2 separate regions of the Macaca mulatta genome follow, and region 2 is linked to region 1. The links are chromatin contacts, called in public Hi-C maps. All regions are on one chromosome and are shown on one strand. Each heading gives the region's core, a stretch centred on a gene start, on an enhancer-like site or on the middle of the called end of the contact. The rest is flanking DNA. Distances are from core to core; before and after follow the strand shown.

The links. A called contact is a pair of places that touch in the nucleus more often than the background predicts.
Region 2: a contact with region 1 is called in a Hi-C map of CD4 T cells, with 3 times the contacts expected there. The contact joins the promoter of CDC73 here to the promoter of RO60 in region 1. A contact is called at or near these places in 3 of 14 Hi-C or Micro-C datasets (CD4 T cells, blood and cortical neurons).

What each region holds. Positions count from the first base shown.
Region 1 is chr1:50,594,709-50,598,046 of T2T-MMU8v2.0, reverse strand. It overlaps RO60 (Ro60, Y RNA binding protein), which reads right to left and starts at 2,073. Exons shown (of 9, transcript XM_015121172.3): 1 at 1,931-2,073. It overlaps UCHL5 (ubiquitin C-terminal hydrolase L5), which reads left to right and starts at 1,401. Exons shown (of 13, transcript XR_013417205.1): 1 at 1,401-2,194.
Region 2 is chr1:50,656,045-50,659,434 of T2T-MMU8v2.0, reverse strand. CDC73 (cell division cycle 73) reads right to left here and starts at 1,727. Exons shown (of 17, transcript NM_001260567.1): 1 at 1,564-1,727. The coding sequence starts at 1,694.

The DNA of each region.
Region 1 (3,338 bases), core at 824-3,323:
TCAACATCTTTCCAAAGTCTCTTGATAATTTGAAAATGCTGCCTTTCATCTCAAGAAGTCAAAGACATTTGCAGATTATTCCTTTTTAAATTAAGTCAAAGATTTGTCAATCTATGAGAGTGCACGACAAATGTAAAGAAACAATACTACAAAAATGGGCCCATGATAGAGGTTTGCTTACCCATGATACAGGTATTTGAATCCACTGATCAATGTGATGCTATAAAAACTGATGAGGAAGGAACTGTGGCAAAAATGACAGCATGCTAGTCTGAGGGGAGCTGCCAACCGGTTGCCACGTGGTATGGAACTAGTAGTTGCCAGATCTCATTTTTCTCAAAGATCCAGAAATCTGGCTTTTTATGGAAACTCTCAGGATCAAATATTAACATAATGAAAGACATTTTAACCCCCTCCTCTGCTTACTTCTAGATTGTGCCAAAGGCTAAATTTTCAGTTTGGTCTACAATAGGTACCATGTTAATTAAGTTGGGTATCAAATAAATTTTAGTTTTGATGCATTCTGCACAGAAAACAGTTTCAAGTTCATAGCAATATTACAGATTTAAAAAAATACCACAGACTACTTCGGGCTCTGATGCCAATCATTCTGGACTCTTGTGCCTCTTAAACCTTTCCAATTAAGTATCTCAAGGAAATACACTGAACAGAATCCCCCCACTCTCCAAGTTGAGGGCAGAGTTTTCGGAGATAAACTTCAAGAAAGTTACAAAAAAAATTTTTTTAAACCAACACTTCATACAAATTTTGGCTTCTACCCCATAAAGTACTCAGGCTTCTTTTAATACAAAAGCTGCTCTGTTGCTTCCCTCATAAAATTTACCATGTTTATTTCGAGGCTTCACATAATCCGTAGCACAAGGCTCCCTAACTCCATGGCACAGGTCACCTATTTGAGAAGGAAGGAGTCAGAGTTTTATCCACTAAAACTTTTTTGTTTTTTCCTTGGAAGCCAAGGGTCTTTCTTGGAATATGCAGCTTTTAAGGAATATGCAACTTAAAGCCTTTAACAAATACACTCTTAAAAACTTCAATCTTAACACTACAGTATTCTGGGAGAGCCTGTTGAATGAGGGCAATTTAGTAAATATTGGGTTTTAACTCATCATCCAGTTTTAGAACCATTCCAAATGTTTTTAGATTAATACACGACATTTGTTTTCAACCTAATTTTCCCTTGACGCATCGCATCCCCTTCCACCAGTCTAGCAGCCCCATGGACTGTAGGACAGACCTTTCTCCTCTCCCTCGTTATTCCCTCTATGATAAATTCGCCTTGTCTTCCCACAAAGATCCTTCTTCCAAAACCCAGATCCCGGGCGACGCCTCTCCGCGCAGAAGCCGCGGGAGGAGGAGAAAGAGGAGGAGTAAAGCAGGCCCTCTCGACGTCGGCCTGCGGGGAGCGATGCCGACAAGCAGGAGCGGTCCCGGCTTCGGAAAAGGCCCACCCTCAGGAATGGTCCGGGCAGGCCTAGCGAGGATGTCCCTACCGCGATGCTGGTTCCGTTTCCCAGGGTGGGCAGGCGCGGAAGCGAGGCGGCGAAGAGCGATAGTTTCGCGGCGTTTGCCCAGCCTCAGCCCCTGGGATGAGGGTGAGAGACATGGAGGACTGGTCAGACTTTGCGCGTCCCTGGGGCCGCTCACACAGCACAAAAGGCTCCCAGTCGGCTTCCCGCAATGTCCTCACCTGTGCCTGGCAGCCGACCCCCACCTGGACCCGCAGCGCCGCCAGGAGAAGTCCTGCGCAGCGCTGGGAAACGACAAGAGACGGCAGACCGATAGGCAGCGACAGCGACAGCAACAGCCCCACTGCCGCCGGGGAATTCCAGGTTCGGTTCCCGGGAACGAGTCCCGCCCCTCTTCTTTTGCCCCGCCTCCGCCCCATTGGGGCGAGGATCCCGGATGTTACCTCCTTCGGCGCTCTGAATCTCCGCCCTTTCTTCTCGGGCCCCAGCCCTTCCGAATCCGCTACCGGTGCTGCACGGCCTGGGAAGAGTTTCGATGTCTCTAGGGTGGCTAGAGCGTCCTCGCGCGCTCCGTCGCGCTGCAGGTGACGGCGCCCGGAGGCTGTCGGGAAGTAGGCGGGGTGACGTGTGGTGGACGAGCTCGGCGGCGGGTTTGCTGAGATCTGTGGCTGGCGGCAGCTGGTGCGGGGGGCGGCCGAGAGCGAGAGGTGGATCGGGGCGGTGTGTGGCCGGGGCCATGACGGGCAATGCCGGGGAGTGGTGCCTCATGGAAAGCGACCCCGGGGTCTTCACCGAGCTCATTAAAGGATTCGGTGAGAACCTAGGGGACCGTCCTGGGCCTGGGGTCACGGGAGGAGGCCCAAGCTGGGCATGGAGTGGTTCCCTGCGGCCACCGCCGCCCCGCATCTGGAGAGGTGACTTCAGGAACCTGGAGTCCGGGTGGGGGAAATGTAGGTTTTCTGCTCTCGAGACAGTCGCGTTTCCACAGTAATTTGAAGAGCCACACCACGAGGGCAAGGATCGTGTCTGTCTTGTGCCTGCTATATCCTCAGGACCTGGCACCCAAATCCTGTAATTGACTTGAGGACCCTCGCTCCCCAAGCTCTTAAAGCACATACTGTCCTTTCCACTGCCCCTTCTCTGCGGCGCGCACCTTATCCCGGGCTGGTGTGGTCAAGTGCATTGCTCAGGCCATTAGTCCTGCAGGAGCCACCCTAGGGTGTGCCTTCTCAAGGGTGAGGTGTCTGCGGCCTAAGCCGCCCAGGAACTCGAGATTCTGGTTACTCAAAGCAGAACGCCCTGAATGTGTGAATAGCTCTTCGGGACGTCCACACATGCCGACTGCGTGGGCCTGAAAGGCCACTTCACTGGTTCCGCTCTCTGCTCATTTCTGTCTTCCGGTGAAGTGAGTTTTCTTGAGCTAGTGTTCTAGACTAGAGGCCACATGCTTTCCTCACAGTTTCTCTCTGGCTGTGTTTAGTGCCTTCCGTCCTAAATAATCAGCACATTTGACTTTTTATCCTTCCCTGTTTATCTTTAGTCTCTTCTTTGGACAGTACGTTTTTATCTGTTACATTTCCCAAGTATTATTGATTCTACGATGTTAAAACTTTCACGCGGGATAACAAACGTTGATGGAGATACTGCCTATTGTACATAGCTTAATATTTGGAATGTCATTTATCAAGCATATGTTGTTCATCTGTATCTCAGGCACAGTGGTAAGGATTGGGAAATTTTCTTTTCTTTTCTTTTCTTTTGAGACAGAGTCTCGCTCTGTCGCCCAGGCTGGAGTGCAGTGGCGCGATCTTGGCTCACTGCAAACTCCGTCTCTCCGGGTCAAGCGATTTT
Region 2 (3,390 bases), core at 478-2,977, 62 kb before region 1:
CTTGCCAAAGACAATTCTATGGAACTTTCCCTAAATAACTCCAACTAGAAATGACTGCTGTCTTCACAAACTATTATAGAAATCATTTCACATCAACTTATCTGTTTAATCTCCTCTATTCAGACTAAATTAACCTCCTTTGAGGTAGAAATCAGAGTCTTAGGAATTTTTTTAATCCTCAGATTGAACCACTTCACACCCTAGGTTCTCCTTAAGCCATTGTTTAAAGAAAAAAAAATTCATTAAAAATCCAACCAAATGTAATTCTATCTATGCAAATCATTTGAAAGGGTAAAACACCAGAAACTCAGAATGTCATTTGATCAACATTTTATAAAGCTAATTAAACCATAAGACAAAAAAATTTTTAAACCAACCAACAGGCAGGGCGCGGTGGCTCACGCCTGTAATCCCAGCACTTTGGGAAGCAGAGGCGGGCAGATCATTTAAGGTCAGGAGTTCGAGACCCGCCTGACCAACATGGTGAAACCACATCTCCACTAAAATACAAAAATTAGCAGGGCATGGTGGCGGGGGCCTGTAATCTCAGCTACTCAGGAGGCTGAGGTAAGAGAATCACCTGAAGCCAGGAGGCTGAGGTTGCAGTGAGCCAAGATCACACCACTGCACTCCAGCCTGGGCGACGGAGCAAGTCTCCCTCTCAAAACTAAATAAATAAATAAATGCCAACCAACAAACTAAATTTCCCTAGTTTTTCATCGACTCTTCACAAAGCTTCCATTCAAAGAAACAAAATGAGTAGGGAAGTTCTAGCTCAAGGTTCTAATTCTACAAGCGACGCACCAATGACAGTGACATCATTAAAAAGGCCCCTAATGACTGTTAGACCCGTCTCTATAAGTTTTCCTGAATGACTTAAACTGATAAAACTTCACATGGACCAACATTCCAAAACATTTCCCTTTAAAATACACTTTCGAAAATCACACGCACCATCTATTTCTTAGATCTGAAAAGCTCACTCATTTCACCAACTCCTGAAGACCTCTTTAACACAAACTTTAGCGACTTTTCCCAATTCACCAAATTTCTTTCCGGTCCTAACTTCAGAGTTGATTCCCTTCTCTCTTCTACAGGAATAACCCCCTCCCCAACAACGAAAGGAGATGAAATAAACTAGGAGTTGCAAGGACCAGAGGAGCAGCCTGGAAGAGAGAAAAAATAAAGAACAAAAAGAGACGACCATGGCACCAGACGGTGTGCTCCTTTGTGCACCTATGTTCAGGTATCCTTGTGCACCAGCCCCACACTTCGCTGGTACACGATACCTATTGGTAAAAATTAACTGTAAAAGTCAAAAACTCCCACGGTACCTTTCCTTTGGGCTTCTCAAAAATTTAAAGGGATGAACTGCTCTAGAGCTCCGCCCCTTCTTTCCTTACCCTAAAAGTGCAACTTCTGCTCTAGAGAGAAACTTTCTTCTCCCCGAACACCCGTTTTATCCCATCCCCAGGGGAAACGGGGGGGAGGGGTTAAGAAAGAGGTCGCCTGGGGGCGCCCAACTCTGCCCTGCCACCCCTGGCACAGCCATGCCGGACTTACCCCCAAACTACATAGTTGGTCTTCACATTCTTGGGCCAGGAGAACTCCCCGAAGATCACTTCGTCTCCCTTCACCACAATCTCCTTCTTCTGGATGTTGTACTGTCGCAAGACGCTAAGCACGTCCGCCATCTTCCCCCCCCTCGCCTCCGCCGGCCCGGGGCGCCGCCGCTGCCGCCGCGCCTGCCTCCTTCTTCCCCTGTCGCCTCGCCCTCTTCCTCCTCCTCCTTCGCCGCCGCGACGAACCAACAGCAGCAGCACTAACAGCCGTCCTCGCCTACGACAGCAGCAGGGGCAGTAGCCACCCAGGCCGCCGAGGACCCCGCGCTAAAAGGCAAGGCCCCGCCGCCGGCTGCCCGCGGAGAACGCCTGACTGCGCCCCTCCAGCGCGGCACGTCCGCCGCCAGGGGGAGCCGCGATGGCCTGGAAAAGTACCCCTCCCAGACTTCAACTCGGCATGGAGCCCACTCACTCGCTGAAACGCTGAGCACTAGGGCACCGCGCCCACGTACGGCGCACGTACGGGGAACTTTGTCGGGCGCGCGCGCGCGCGGAGCACGTACCCAGTTCCCCGCGGCGCGCACCCAGCGGCGACAGGTGTGCGCGTACCTGAGCAGTGGGTCGGCACTTCCATCCGCAGCACGTGCCCTGAGTATTTAACGACCTGCCTCGGGTGCGACCAGAGGCTCCTGGGCCCCTGCTTTGGCCGGGATGGAATTTGGCAAGGATTTGTGGAACACTAGAATCACCTTCCTATCTAGATCGGACCCAGGCCTAGCCAAAGACCTCTAGGACTTAGTGATCCGGAGAAGCCCTTTTGAAAGGGTGGGGCTCTTGGGGTTGGGGTTTGGGTTGTTTGCCTTTGATGTGGAAAAAAACAAGTTTTGGTTTTTTGTTGGTTTTGAGTGGAAAAGACCGAGTCCAGCAGAAAAAAAAAAAAAAAAACAAAACAAAACAAAACACAGTTCTGGGTACTGCTGTTTGTTACTTGTTGTTTGACCTTGGTCAAGTTACATAGCTTTTCACAGCATCAATTGGTTAATGAAGAAAATGGGGTTAATACGAAGATAAAGTAAACGCGCCTAGCACGTCAATAAAATATCCTAAATGTTGGATCCTCCCTCTTCATTCTTTGGATGATGACTTTTTCCATCGCGATCCCTTCTCCCCACCAATCCCGAAGGGCTATATTCAAAAGGCTCTGTTCCAAGATGTAAATGGGAAAGTTGCTCTAACAGAAACCCCAAACGGTCCAATTTAGAACACTTCCAGACTACCCAATTTTTCTAATGGAACTCAGAAGGCTCAGTGGTGTCCTTGACATGCGTTTTAAGACGGTTAAGATAAATCAATATACTATGGCCAACCAAACACATCCTATGGGATTGTTTTATTTCTTTTACCATGTCAGAAGGAAAAAAAGAGGCAACTTTGTGATTGACATAACCAAATTCCTTGACCTGTTTTGAAAAAAAGTCAATCTTTTCACAACATAGAGGACTACAGATACAGAAGTATGTGGTTCATTTCCTATGTGATCTGTAGCCATTCTGCAACTGTGAGTTTGTGAAATTTTTTTCTGTTCCACCAATGTTTTCACCCTGTAGTATTCTCCTGAATCTCACCCAAAACACACACATTATAAAGAACTGGCTACTCTTATCTATCCCCACACTCTCTCTTCATACCTGTATCAGAGCACCCAGTACCATATTACTTCTCTTTATAGTTTACTTGCCTGCATCCACAAAACTGAAACACCATAGACCTGTGTCATCATATCCTACTGTCTAACACATTATTTAGAACATATTAGTAATAAATGGAT